Linked DNA regions of Mus musculus: region 1 is linked to region 2. A link is a contact called in public Micro-C data. All regions are on one chromosome and are shown on one strand. The core of a region is the stretch at or near the end of the contact, and the rest is flanking DNA. Distances in the headings are between cores, read along the strand shown. Region 1 has its middle 53 kb from the start of Gm815. Region 2 overlaps Smarca2 (SWI/SNF related, matrix associated, actin dependent regulator of chromatin, subfamily a, member 2).

Evidence for each region. A called contact is a pair of places that touch in the nucleus more often than the background predicts.
Region 1: a contact with region 2 is called in a Micro-C map of granulosa cells, with 1.5 times the contacts expected there. A contact is called at or near these places in 3 of 484 Hi-C or Micro-C datasets (embryonic fibroblasts, granulosa cells and nephron progenitors) and 2 of 9 other capture datasets (adipose tissue and pancreatic islet).

Annotation. Positions count from the first base shown.
Region 1 is chr19:26,936,135-26,942,222 of GRCm38.p6, forward strand. No RefSeq gene overlaps it. Among named protein-coding and RNA genes, the nearest start is that of Gm815, 53 kb to the left of the region's middle.
Region 2 is chr19:26,750,634-26,756,643 of GRCm38.p6, forward strand. Smarca2 (SWI/SNF related, matrix associated, actin dependent regulator of chromatin, subfamily a, member 2) reads left to right here. Exons shown (of 33, transcript NM_011416.2): 28 at 1,191-1,408. Among named protein-coding and RNA genes, the nearest start is that of Gm46648, 70 kb to the right of the region's middle.

The DNA.
Region 1 (6,088 bases), core at 1,702-4,201, 180 kb after region 2:
GGGGTATGTTCAAATTTTTACCTGAACATTCAAAAGTAATCTATCATTTATAGATTTTTTTAAAAAGTATATGTGTGTGTGTGTGTGTGTGTGTGTGTGTGTGTGTGTTCACATGTATGCCAGAAGAAGGTGTCAGATCCCCTGGAGCTGGAGTACAGGTGGTTGTGACCCATGTAAAGTGTAGCTACAAGCCAGTCTTAGGTCCTCTGCAGGACCCCACCTATTTGCCTGCCAAATCCCCCATTTGCAAACCTACTCTTAACCACCAAGTTACCTCTCCAACCCTGCAATCTAACTATCTAACTTTCTAACTCTTTCACGGCTGTCTAGGTTTTTCTTTAAAAGATATATAGCATAGTTTACAATTGACTCACATATTACATGGGTGTTCAAATCTTTAGTCATGAAAATGTATAGCATATTATGTTCTGATGTGCCCCCTTCAGTTCTGGACAATACAATGCAAAACTATTAACTTCATTCTGTGATCTTTTGGGCCCTCAGTGAAGATACTTTCATATGTAATAGCTGGGATGCTGATGGCCAGATAAAAGCATATTACAGATGAATAATTCATTTCTCTGTGTAAGATTAAGTGCTTATCAAAGTGGCATCTTTATATATATAGTAAGTGTGACATAGATAATAGACATAAAATTCACATTACATATGTGTTGTGTCACATCATATGTGTGGGTGTCATGTTATACATATCCCTTACCATGGACATGCAGGATATTCAGAAAGCAAATGGTGGTTTCCTTATTCAATGTGAACAAGATAAGGTTGTTTTAATTTTGTGCAAATTAACAACTTTATTTCTATTTCAAGTTCTCTTTATGCCAAAATAGCAGAGGCTGAATCATAGACTATTTTGGGGCTCTTCCTTTCACCTCAGGGGGGAAGGGGCTTCATATTGTATAAGTATGAAAGGAAGGTTCCATGTTGTCATCTCATCAGACCAGCATCCTGACACACCCCCACTCGACTAGAACTCCCTCTACCCATGAAGCAATCACTAGCTTGTCCCTCATGTCTGCTAATAAGGTTCCCCGTGGAAGAGGTAATATCTGTGGCTCCCAGGGCAGGTTGACCACAGTGAGAGAATGCAGATGCGCTAGGTTCAAGTTCTCAACACTCCACACAGCCTCTTTGACTAAAGTCCAGCCTTTTTCCTGGGGTGTCACCTAGATGCACAAAGCTAGTCTTCTTATGCTCCAATTTTCTCATTTAACTGAAAGTGCTACTGATACACTGGCCTTTCTCCATCTTAGGCTTGAAAGCCATCTTATAATAAAGACAAACCAGGTATATTACTATTTATGCTTGAATCATTGTCCCTCAAAGATCAGGCTATGCCCACCTGTAACCTTAACTACAAATGGATCTGCAGTGCCTGTTCCAGGAAATAGCAACTGTGTCTTTGTTTCAGGGGGTTGTTATGACCATCTGGCATCCCTACCTTTAATTTTTAAAGTTATTAAGACTACCTGTTGTTATGACCACCTTGTTTTTTTTAATTCTTTTTTTAATTATTATTAGGTATTTTCCTCGTTTACATATTCAATGCTATCCCAAAGGTCCCCCATACCCACCCACCCCCAATCCCCTACCCCCCACTCCCCCTTTTTGGCCCTGGCGATCCCCTGTACTGGGGCATATAAAGTTTGCAAGTCCAATGGGCCTCTCTTTGCAGTGATGGCCGACTAGGCCATCTTTTGATACATATGCAGCTAGAGACAAGAGCTCCCGGGTACTGGTTAGTTCATATTGTTGTTCCACCTATAGGGTTGCAGTTCCCTTTAGCTCCTTGGGTACTTTCTCTAGCTCCTCCATTGGGGGCCCTGTGACCCATCCAATAGCTGACTGTGAGCATCCACTTCTGTGTTTGCTAGGCCCCGGCATAGTCTCACAAGAGAGAGCTATATCTGGGTCCTTTCAGCAAAATCTTGCTAGTGTATGCAATGGTATGATCACCTTGTTATACTCTGCTTTTGTAACCCCACCTATTTGCCTGCCAAATCCCCCATTTACAAACCTACCCCTGAGCTGTAAAATCCTTAGCTTCCCTAAGTCCAATGCTGACCTCTTGAACTCCACCCTACAAAAATGCAGCCCATGTAAATGAATAGTAATAATAATTTAAAAAAATCTCACTTTAATTAATTGCTTGCTTTAATTAATTTGATCATGAAATTTGGGTCAGTGGTCTTTCTCCTTCCATCTGTGGGATTAAGGTTAGTAACCGGTCAATGCCCAACACATCTGTGTGTCTCCCCCACAAATCTATAGAACACACTCAGTCTTGCTCTTCCCTTGTCTCTCTCTTTACCCTGCCCATGACTATATCCCAATTCCAGAGACTCTTCCCTGGTCTAGAATGGAGGCCTCTTCTAACGCATCAAGCAATTAATTGTCCTAGCCTGTTGTTTACGCCTTAGGTGCCCTTGGAGTGGGGCTTTTGAAAATGAAAGCCTTTTTCTCTTGTTGCAGCCACACAAATTCACCATGACAATGAATCCCTGAAGTCTGAGCTTGTTATAGAGTTACAGGATAACAGCAAAAAAAAAAAAAATGAGACAATTAAGACTCCTGTTACTATTTTAAAATATGATTCCACCTCAGATACACTCGAATTTTGCTGCAGCTCTCAATTTGCTAAGCCTTAGCTTTCCTTCAGCGGAGGTTTTTTTTTTTTTTTTTTTTTTTTTTTTTTTTTTTTTTTTTTATTTTTTGTTTCTCCTGGAGTCTTCATACCTGCTTCTGTTCTTTTTAGCAATAAGCCGTGGAGTCTGCTACAAAGCTTCCGGTGGTTGTTCAAGCCAGTACAGGCTTTTGTGTATTTCGATGACTCTATGATGACAGAGAAGCAGTCTCTCGGCTTGGCCTGCGTGCTGAAAGAACTGGCCTATGAGCTTTTGAGGCTGGAATGGGAGGTGGGCTCAGTAACAGACATGGCTCGATGCCCTGCACTACTGGATTCCGATGCACTGAGTGTGTGGTTTCAATGTCAGCCCGAGTCTCTTCCTGCAGGTTCCTGGGGGTTACAGGAGAAGGCTGCTGGGTGGTCCCTAGACCTTCTAGATGTGTTAGAGTTGAATATCAGGATAGAAACAACTTTTTAATCTGAGCCTCAACCACTGCCAAGATCCTGGCATCTGAATTCCTTCCAGAAATGATATTTGATCCTCCAAGGCCAGGACTGAAAAGTTCCATCTCTACTCGTGGATATCAGACTAACATCCTCCCTCTCTGCTTTGTCCTCCAAAATGAAAAAGGATGTTGTTGAGGTCACTCTGTGCCCCAAAGATATATCAGGTAATTTTTTACCCGTTATTCTGAATATAGCATCCTTCATGCTAGAGCTGTTAGCACATGAAATTTTTATTTAAAACTACGAGAGGGGCTATATTTAAATTTAAATATTTATATTTAAAACAATTAGAGGAACACAGTTCTCCTAAACAACAGCTCCCAAATGCGAGGGCTAAAGTTATGCTTTAAGTTTTAATTACTGTGTTTAAGAGATCTATAAAACAAAAATGCCTTGAACCTGTAAGCCCCACTTGTCCAAGGACAGATTACTTCCTGGAACGGTGGGGTCAGTATGTATAAGATAACAAGCCATGTGTTTTCACTTCAGTAAACAAGGTTGGTTGTCCCAACTGGATAGGATGAGCTTGACCCCAAGTAGGTGGGAGGTACGTAGACAGGAAGTATGTCAGGATGTCCGCTTGTCCCCGTGTAGAGGAAAGTGGGATGTCCATCCGTGAACTCGTGAGATTTGCCTTCAGAAGCCCCCATCTAATGTAGTTCATGGCGATTCTGTGGGAAGCCTGGGTCTGGGCCTGACCACTGTCTATCATTCTGGTGAGTACTGACCTTGCTTCCAACTTGGCTCAAACCTGTGGTGCTGTTTTTCCTCTCACCAAGGGTGCTCACATTCTAAGCTTAGCCAGTAATAATAAGTAATAAGAGGCATATAAATAACAAAGGCCTTTGTTGAGGCAACTGAATTCAGTCCTGCCAAGGAGAAATTATCCTGGAATGCAGGGTAGGCCTAACCACAGCCCTTATAATAGAAGGCAGGAAGGGGTTAGAGTCCTAAAATGTTATAAACTCAGAAGCAGACATCACAATAAGAGTGTGTGTGTGTGTGTGTGTGTGTGTGTGTGTGTGTGTGTGTGCACATGGCAAGGAAAACCCACCAGCACCTAGCACTTAGCACCTAGAACAGAAAAGGGCAGGTTCCCCTTTGGAGTAGCCAGCAAACAACCCTGCTCTAAGGCCTGTAAGACTTTAGTAGGCCTGTGTGACTATATTCTTCTAAACCTTTAGCCCTGTAAGAGTTTCATCTCTCTCCACTTTACCTGTTAGGCTCATTCCAAACATCTGGCTTCTGGTAATCTAAAGCTTCCGGAATGGTGTCTGTGTGGTAAGTAGACAGAAGAGCCACATGAAATGTAGTAGATATTCTCACTCAAGAGCTTAGCCGAGGAGAACAGCAGCATTGGTCTGACCTCCACCTAGAAACTGCGCATACCACTCTGTAGTTGTTGAAGCAATAGAAGGGTTTTGTTTGTTTGTTTGTTTGTTTGTTTGTTTCTTTGCCAAGGAAACATTTGCTATCTGCTTGCCTCTTTGGAGTCCATAGGACCTCAAGCTTCCCAGGAGGTGGTAAACATGCCACTAAACCCTGACTTAGTAGACTGTTTTGAACCCAGGCACACTTACTAGCTAAATGGCTCAAAGCCAGTTACTTGACCTTTAGAGAAGCAGAAAAGATCAATGTCTTCTTAAAAGATACCATGGTGGGCCAGGGAGACAAACCTTCAGTTCACTATACAAACCTTCACAGGCACAAGGTACCCTTAGAGGGAAAAAGAGAGGCAGATCCGTTTCTAAAGGACTTTAGCATTTGCATTTCCTGCTTGCTTGAATTTCAGAAAAATGAGGCTTTACAGAAATCTGCCTCAGGTTCGCTTTCATAATGGGCACTGGACTCTGTCTCTGAGGTCCCTTCCAGCTCTGCCATCCTATAATTCTAAATGTCAGAGTGAATGATCTGATGATGGCACCATTAATTCTCTCATGGCAGATAGATAGAGACTGAAGGCCCAGGACGGAAGCTGTCGTTGATCAGGAATGAGGGATGGCGTGGGCTGCCGTAGACTTCTGTGTGAGTGTTTTATTCCTGTGGTCTTTATTCATGTATTCATTACACATATAATCACAGAGTGAATATTGCCTGTGCCAGGGGCTAGAGTAGACACCGGCAAAGAGGAACAAAGGGTGACTGGGGATAAAGAGAGTTATGAGAATAAATCAAAGTTTGTGACCACAGGGATTTTTTTTGTCAAGAACTCACAGACACACAGCCAATCACAGGACTCAATATCCCTTAGCCTCTTGCTCCTGGGGTCTCTGGTGAGATCACAGACACTTCTATATACATCAGAAAACTGCTTACCCACTAAACATTTTCTTGCAAAACCATCCCACATTTCTGGGGGGCTTATAGGAGAACAGTCTACTTTCTCTTGCACCATTCTGGAGCTACTGTGAGAACCTGTAGGGACCCTGACAGCCCCATGCTGTCCCTGTCATCAGAGAAAGCAAGAAGAGCCATTCTGAGTTTCCTAGATGTGGTTACATTAGGAACTAACCTTCAATCCAGGGCTTGTGGCAACTAAACTATCACTAGTTCCCTGGCTGTGAAGTAGGTTCCACCCCTGGGTGGCCTTTGCTGGCTTTGGTGTCTCACCGCCTCTACCTTCCTTCATGTTGTTCCAAAGAGTTCATCTGTTTCTGTCTTCAACGAAACTTACATTCACCAAGCACCAAAGCCTCCTGTCCCTTCGGTCCTTTTTCCTTCATCTTCCCTTTTCTCCTTTCTTCCCTTCCTTATTCCCTCTCTTTCCCCTGTCCTGGATATTGTTGGTAATTTGTGCCAAAGGAATAGGAAGAGAGGAGATGGCCTTCTCCATCTCCAGGCTCCATGCACACTCCCTCCCCCTCCTACCCCCAAAAGCCACCCTGCAGAGCAAACGTTTCCTCCATCTTCCCAAATACCCAGAACCTTAGTTCT
Region 2 (6,010 bases), core at 2,633-5,132:
ATCACTCTTTATATTGATTGTTATATTCACATGATCATAAATATTAGCCATGTTTGGTGCTGTGGAGAAATGAAGGTAATTGCCTTATGATTAGAGCTCTTTCAGCTAGGAGAGGATTGATTAGCATTTACATACTGGAGGCAATATCGAGAGCCTGAGGAGCAACACCAGTCATTTGTGTGAGAAAGCAATCTCAGGAAGAAAAAAAAAAAAAAGATAGAATTTTTAGATTCTTTCTTTTTAAAGAAAATTTCTTTTCCATCGTCAGATTTCCTTTTGTCTGTTTTTTTTTCTTTTTTCCTTTTTTTTTTTTTTTTTTTTCCTTTTTTGTTCCTCTCTTAATTTTTCTTATAAGTTCAGAGACTTACCAGGATAAAAGAAAAGTTTGAACTTGTGGGTCCTGTCACATGGATCTTTGAGCCTTTTCTGAACAGGTCTTCTTCATACCTGTCTGTTTTTATAGCGCTTTTATTATCTTTCTGCATTAGTGCGGCTGGCTCTGGTTTAAAGCAAGCGTTTGCAGGTAATTGGAAAAAAAGTGTTTTGCTGTTTGTGAGTGTGTGTGTGTGTGTGTGTTCTCTATCGGGTGATTTCATTCCGTCTACCAGGGAATGTGGCTCCTACTCCCTTCTGCTCCCTTGTTTACTAATTTCTGTGTTAGAACAAAAATCTGGATGGAATTGTTGACTTATGTTGTGAATCATGAGTAAACTGATGTAAAACCGTAAAGGTCAGAGCGTGTGTGACTGCATTGATGTCTTAGGGGGTTATTCCATATTCTTCACGCGCTCCTGGCTTTTTTGTTCATCATTACCGTCCTTACAGTAATGACATCTTTAGAGTATTTTGCTTATACTAAGATACATTTTATGTGCATTCAGTCATTTTCAAGCACTTGAATGTATCGATGCTTTAATGTCCGTCACCTGTTTATTATCAGTGCTTTCGGCCTTACAGAATAGACTGAGGTTAAAGGTGAATTTCATCCAATATGGTGGTGCCTTTTTCTTTCTCCTTCGTTGATGACTGTTAGCTTTTAGTTTTACTTTGCTAGTTCCATTTTATTTTGATTATTCTAATTATTCAAGCTATATGTAGCTATACCCCTTATTGTAAAGGTCTGGATATGTTTGCCTTGGTTATTTTCCTTACTTGGATTTTTTCTTTCCTCCTTTCTTTCCTGTTTACAGGCCATCGAAGACGGCAATTTGGAAGAAATGGAAGAGGAGGTACGGCTTAAGAAGAGAAAAAGACGAAGAAATGTGGATAAAGACCCCGTGAAGGAAGATGTGGAAAAAGCGAAGAAAAGAAGAGGCCGCCCTCCGGCTGAGAAGTTGTCACCAAATCCCCCAAAACTAACGAAGCAGATGAACGCCATCATTGATACTGTGATAAACTACAAAGACAGGTGAGCCCCTGGCTCCTTCCTCTCCAGCAAGTCCTTGAGCGGTTAGGACTTGAGAGGATGTGCACTTGGGTTACGTCATGGCCTTCTTTCTAATTTGCATTCTATAGCCTTGTCTTGGAAGGTACAAGCTGCCTCCTAGGTTGTGAAACGGCCGTGATTGTGATTGTTATTTTGTATGACGGTTCCCGGTGTGTTGTCTAAGATGGTGGGAAGTGAGATTCGATGACTTTTTAAAGACGCCTATTCCAGAAAAGGATTCTTCAGGAGCTCTGAGGAGAGAGGTGTTGGGACGATGGGATGAAATTATTTATTATTGTTTATTATTATTATTACTATTAGAGGTTGACTTGTCAGAAGGAAGGAACTGCAGTCATATTTAAGCTAAATCTTTTATGTGCAGGACCCTGTTCAAAACCAGATCCCTCCACAAAATTGTCGGGCTTCCCTCCTCCTAATACTTGGGAGTGTTGAGCCTTTCTATCAGCTGTGGTCTCTCTTACATCACCGCTATATGTATTCAGCGTGATATTTCAGCAAATTCACCCCCTTTCTCGTGGGCTTTTTCGGTGTGACCAATAAGGAGGCGGTGCTGCACACAGACAAGATCGCTTTAAATAAACGGATGAGTATTTGGAAACTGAGGCCAAGACGCTTGAGTTTCTCAGTCAATGCTCTACTGCTTAGCTAGTCTGATTGCATTGGAGATGGTTGACTTGGGGTTTCCTGCTTTGATTTCCCCTTGATGCAATGCGGTTTGCATTTGATGCAATGTTATTTTGCTTTGGAAGCCATCTCTTGTTTCCATGGAAAGCAGATAGGAAACAGATATTTCTGCTGTCTGAGTTGCGTGATCATAGAGGTCAGCTGTCAGAGTTGCGTGGTCATAGAGACCAGCTGTTAGAGACGGTGCCTTAGCCCCGGGAACTCCTGTTGTCCTGTCCGACGCTGAACTAACTGAAAGTGGGCAGCTACATTGCTTGCGACTTGGGTTTTTCCTCCTAGCTTTGACGTATTACATGGCAGGCAGGGAGGAATTGTTCGAAAGATTAAGTGGCAGGAAAAGTAGAAACTTTCCACCAGGAATTTCTCTCTTAAGCCTTTCTAGCTCGTGTGATATTTTCCAAACCAGTAAAGGGGACAGGAGGAGAAAGGTTCATTGAGCGGTCAGAATTTCTTGTGTCTCCTGACTCATCAAGACTTGTAACTCCAGTCCTCACTAGCTTCGTTATTTTCTTTTTGAAAGAAAGAAAGAAAGAAAGAAAGAAAGAAAGAAAGAAAGAAAGAAAGAAAGAAAGGAAGCAAGCAAGCAAGCACACTTCTTTTAAATACTGTCAAGTGGCCACCAAAGGCACCCCACCTCCTCCTCCTGAGTGTGGATTGGCCTCTCAGTGACACTCCACAGAGGGCAAACTCAACCCAAACCCCAAGTCCACTCTTGGTCTGGAGTAAGCGTGAGAATTTTTTTTTTTCAAACCAAGAGTTAGTAACTGCAGTTTCTAGTCACCCCGACTTCCTCCTCCACCTGTTGCCTTCCCACAGGGGGAAGCTGAATCATTACACCCCACATCAGCCTCTGGTGCGAGGAAATTGACTCTGCTCTACCTCTGACTTTTTTGGTTTTGCCTTTGTGTCAGGAGAGCACACCATCTGTTTCTCTGACCAGGTGTGCCCTGGTCTTTGGCAGGCCTTTGATGATCACATCCATCGCTTGCTGATTCAATCTGGGTTTGCTGGAACACCGGAGTGGGGCTGAGTGAGCCTGTGGGGACTTAAAAGGCGGGAGGGGGTGTCTTTGAATAGTGGCTGTCATTTCAGCTTCCTTAATCAGCGGAAGGGTCAGCATCTCGTGGGTCTCATGTTACCAGTAGATTGTTTTATTTGGCTTTACAGTATTTGTGTGTGTGTGTGTGTGTGTGTGTGTGTGTGTGAGAGAGAGAGAGAGAGAGAGAGAGAGAGAGAGAGAGAGATGTTTCTATTTCTTGACTCCCCCCCTTTAGAAAAACTTAAAAATCTGGCAGGTTTCTGCCTGAGTTTCCCCCAGCGGGAGCTCCACAGGAGGGCGGAAATGGCTGCTCTCTTTACCTGACACCTCACAGGTGGTCTCAGCTGTTGCCTTCCCTACCACCAATATGGAGTATGAGTTGCTGGCTGTTGACCGACTTCAGGTGGCTTGTGTACATCGCCTACTGGCTGCATTTGTATCAACCTGGTGAACAAAACCACAACAGACGCCCTCAGAGCCCATTCCCAAGTGTGCCTGGGGAGGCAGAGCCTAGGGGCTCAGGGCACAAGCTCTTCCTAGTCTAGCCTCAGCGGCTTACATTTGAATCTGGTGTTCACTTACCTGCCTGACCCTCAGTTTCCCAGTGCACACAGTGGAATAATTCCTGCTCCCCACCCCCAACCCCCCAGCCTGTGGAATTGTTGTCCTAAGCAATTAATATAACCCCAGATTCTTTAAATAGTTTAATGATTAATAGTCCAACTTTGAGACTGTTTACAGTTCATCCAGCAGGTGAAGGGACCTCTGAAGAGAGTGTCCTTGCCGATGCCGGTTTCCATGGTTTTCATTCCAGAAACAGAAAATGCAGTTTCACCGGAACTGACTAGTGAGCATGTCTCTAGTTGTACTGTAGGCAAGGGCTATTTAAATATTTCAGCACCCAGGTATCGAGTGGCTCTTCCTCTTCCTGGCTTGCTTGCTTTCTTTGCTTATTGAGTTCTCCTTAAAAAGCTCCCTCTTAAGACTCTGACTCTCCCTGTGTTTTTAGGTACTTTCTGGAGAGATCATGTGCTGAACCTCGTACCGCTGCATGCTTCATGTATATTTCATGTTAGTGGTCCTCTAGAAAAAGCAATGGACTCTATTTATATTTTGTATTTCTCTTACCAAACTTGGTTCTCAAGTAGGAGGTGCTCAAATTAGGAGGGCCTTAATTAGATACAGTGTTGTATTTTTGGTTCATTTTAGAGAAAAAAAAAAGCTACTGGAAGGATGTACATCTTGCTGTGTTGAGGTTCCTCCAGCATTAGCGTCAGTTATTAATACAGTAACTCAGCCTACTTAAAGAAGGAGGGCCACCTGTACGAAACCCCATCTAACATGCCCGTCCAGTGTTAGTCGGGTTCCAATGGCTGTGTAGCTGAAGAGTAGATTAAGTCAGACCTCCATCTCTACTTAACAGATAGATAAGAAGAATAAGCCCTCAGGAGCAGTTGTTTAAAAATCCTTGCACGATTCGGGGACAGATGTGGCTTGATATTTCCATAAAGACTTAAGATAATTTGTGTATATTTACTGCTTTATATTTTAAAGCATGATACGGTTTTAAAATGTGACCCGGAAGAGCCGATCACATTGTGTGATTCACGAACCAATGGCTATTAGGCAGTACAGGACTACGGCTACTAGTTCCTACCATGTTATTTGTCCCAGATAGAAAACTTTATCTCAAGCCATACTTTGTTTTGACTTCGTGGACATGTTTTGTTCTCTGCTTGTTTTGAAGGCTGTTAACCACCCTCTCACCTTCTATAATATTTAACCCGAGGCACTCCGTTTCTTTGTAAAGGATTCCTCCTCTGTTGCACCTGTACTCTTTAAAATCGCCATGAGATGCCATGGGGAATAGGTGGAGACCTACCCTGCAAGTCTTCTAGGTCTCAGGAAAAGGTTCCTAGAGACAGCCTTAAAGGCAGAGGTTCTGGGCTTTGGCTCTGCCTGGTGTGGTGTCCTGTGACTCAGGTGCAGCAGCAGCCCTGGTGACAGAAAGTCCTCCAGCCTGTGGATGTGGATCCCACATTAGGGCATGGTTTCTGGAGGAACTTCTTGACGCTGCAAGACTGTCTTCGATATGGTTGTTCTTTCCCACATTGAAATCCTTTCCACTGATTTTTAGCTAGTCTACAAACTAGTCAGAGAATGAATCCAGTCTTGTTTCAAGAGATGTCCTTTGAAAATAGTTCTAAATGGGCATCCCCAGCCCAGGGCCACCTTCTTCAGGTAGAAACATCCCCCTTTGTTCTCTGAGTGACACTTAGACCCTCCCCGGGCATATTCTGCTCTTGTACTGCCCATTTGAACCTTGCCCACAAGAATTCCCGCTGTGCTCCAATGGTATGAGGTAGTTCAGTTGTTTGATCTGGACACCAGAGCTTTGTGCACGTGGCTCAAGGGTCACTTTGCTTTCTCTGGCATCTTTGACACAGAGCCAGCTGATGTTGGACACATGACATAAACCATAAGTATCTTTTCTCAAAAACTGCCAAGTGTAGACTTAAGCTAAGTAAGCTTTACTGTTTGAGCATCCTACACGGAAGTTCCCCGACTCCATGCAGCCCCGTCTCACAGTGTTCGTTCTCACCGTTGCTCTTACTTGTTTCTTAGTCTTTAAACAAGTATGTGCTTATCTTCCTGGAGTTTCTCGAAGCCCAAGATGTGTCGGAAACTATTGCTGGAATGTTTTTAAAGGAACCAGGACAGGGTTCTGTGACATGCCCTGGGAATCGGCTCAGGTTGACACGAATCTGTTGAGACCAGTAGTCCTTGAGGTTGGTTCTGTGTTGTTGAACTTCCAGGGCCTAGCCCTGATGTCGTCTGCG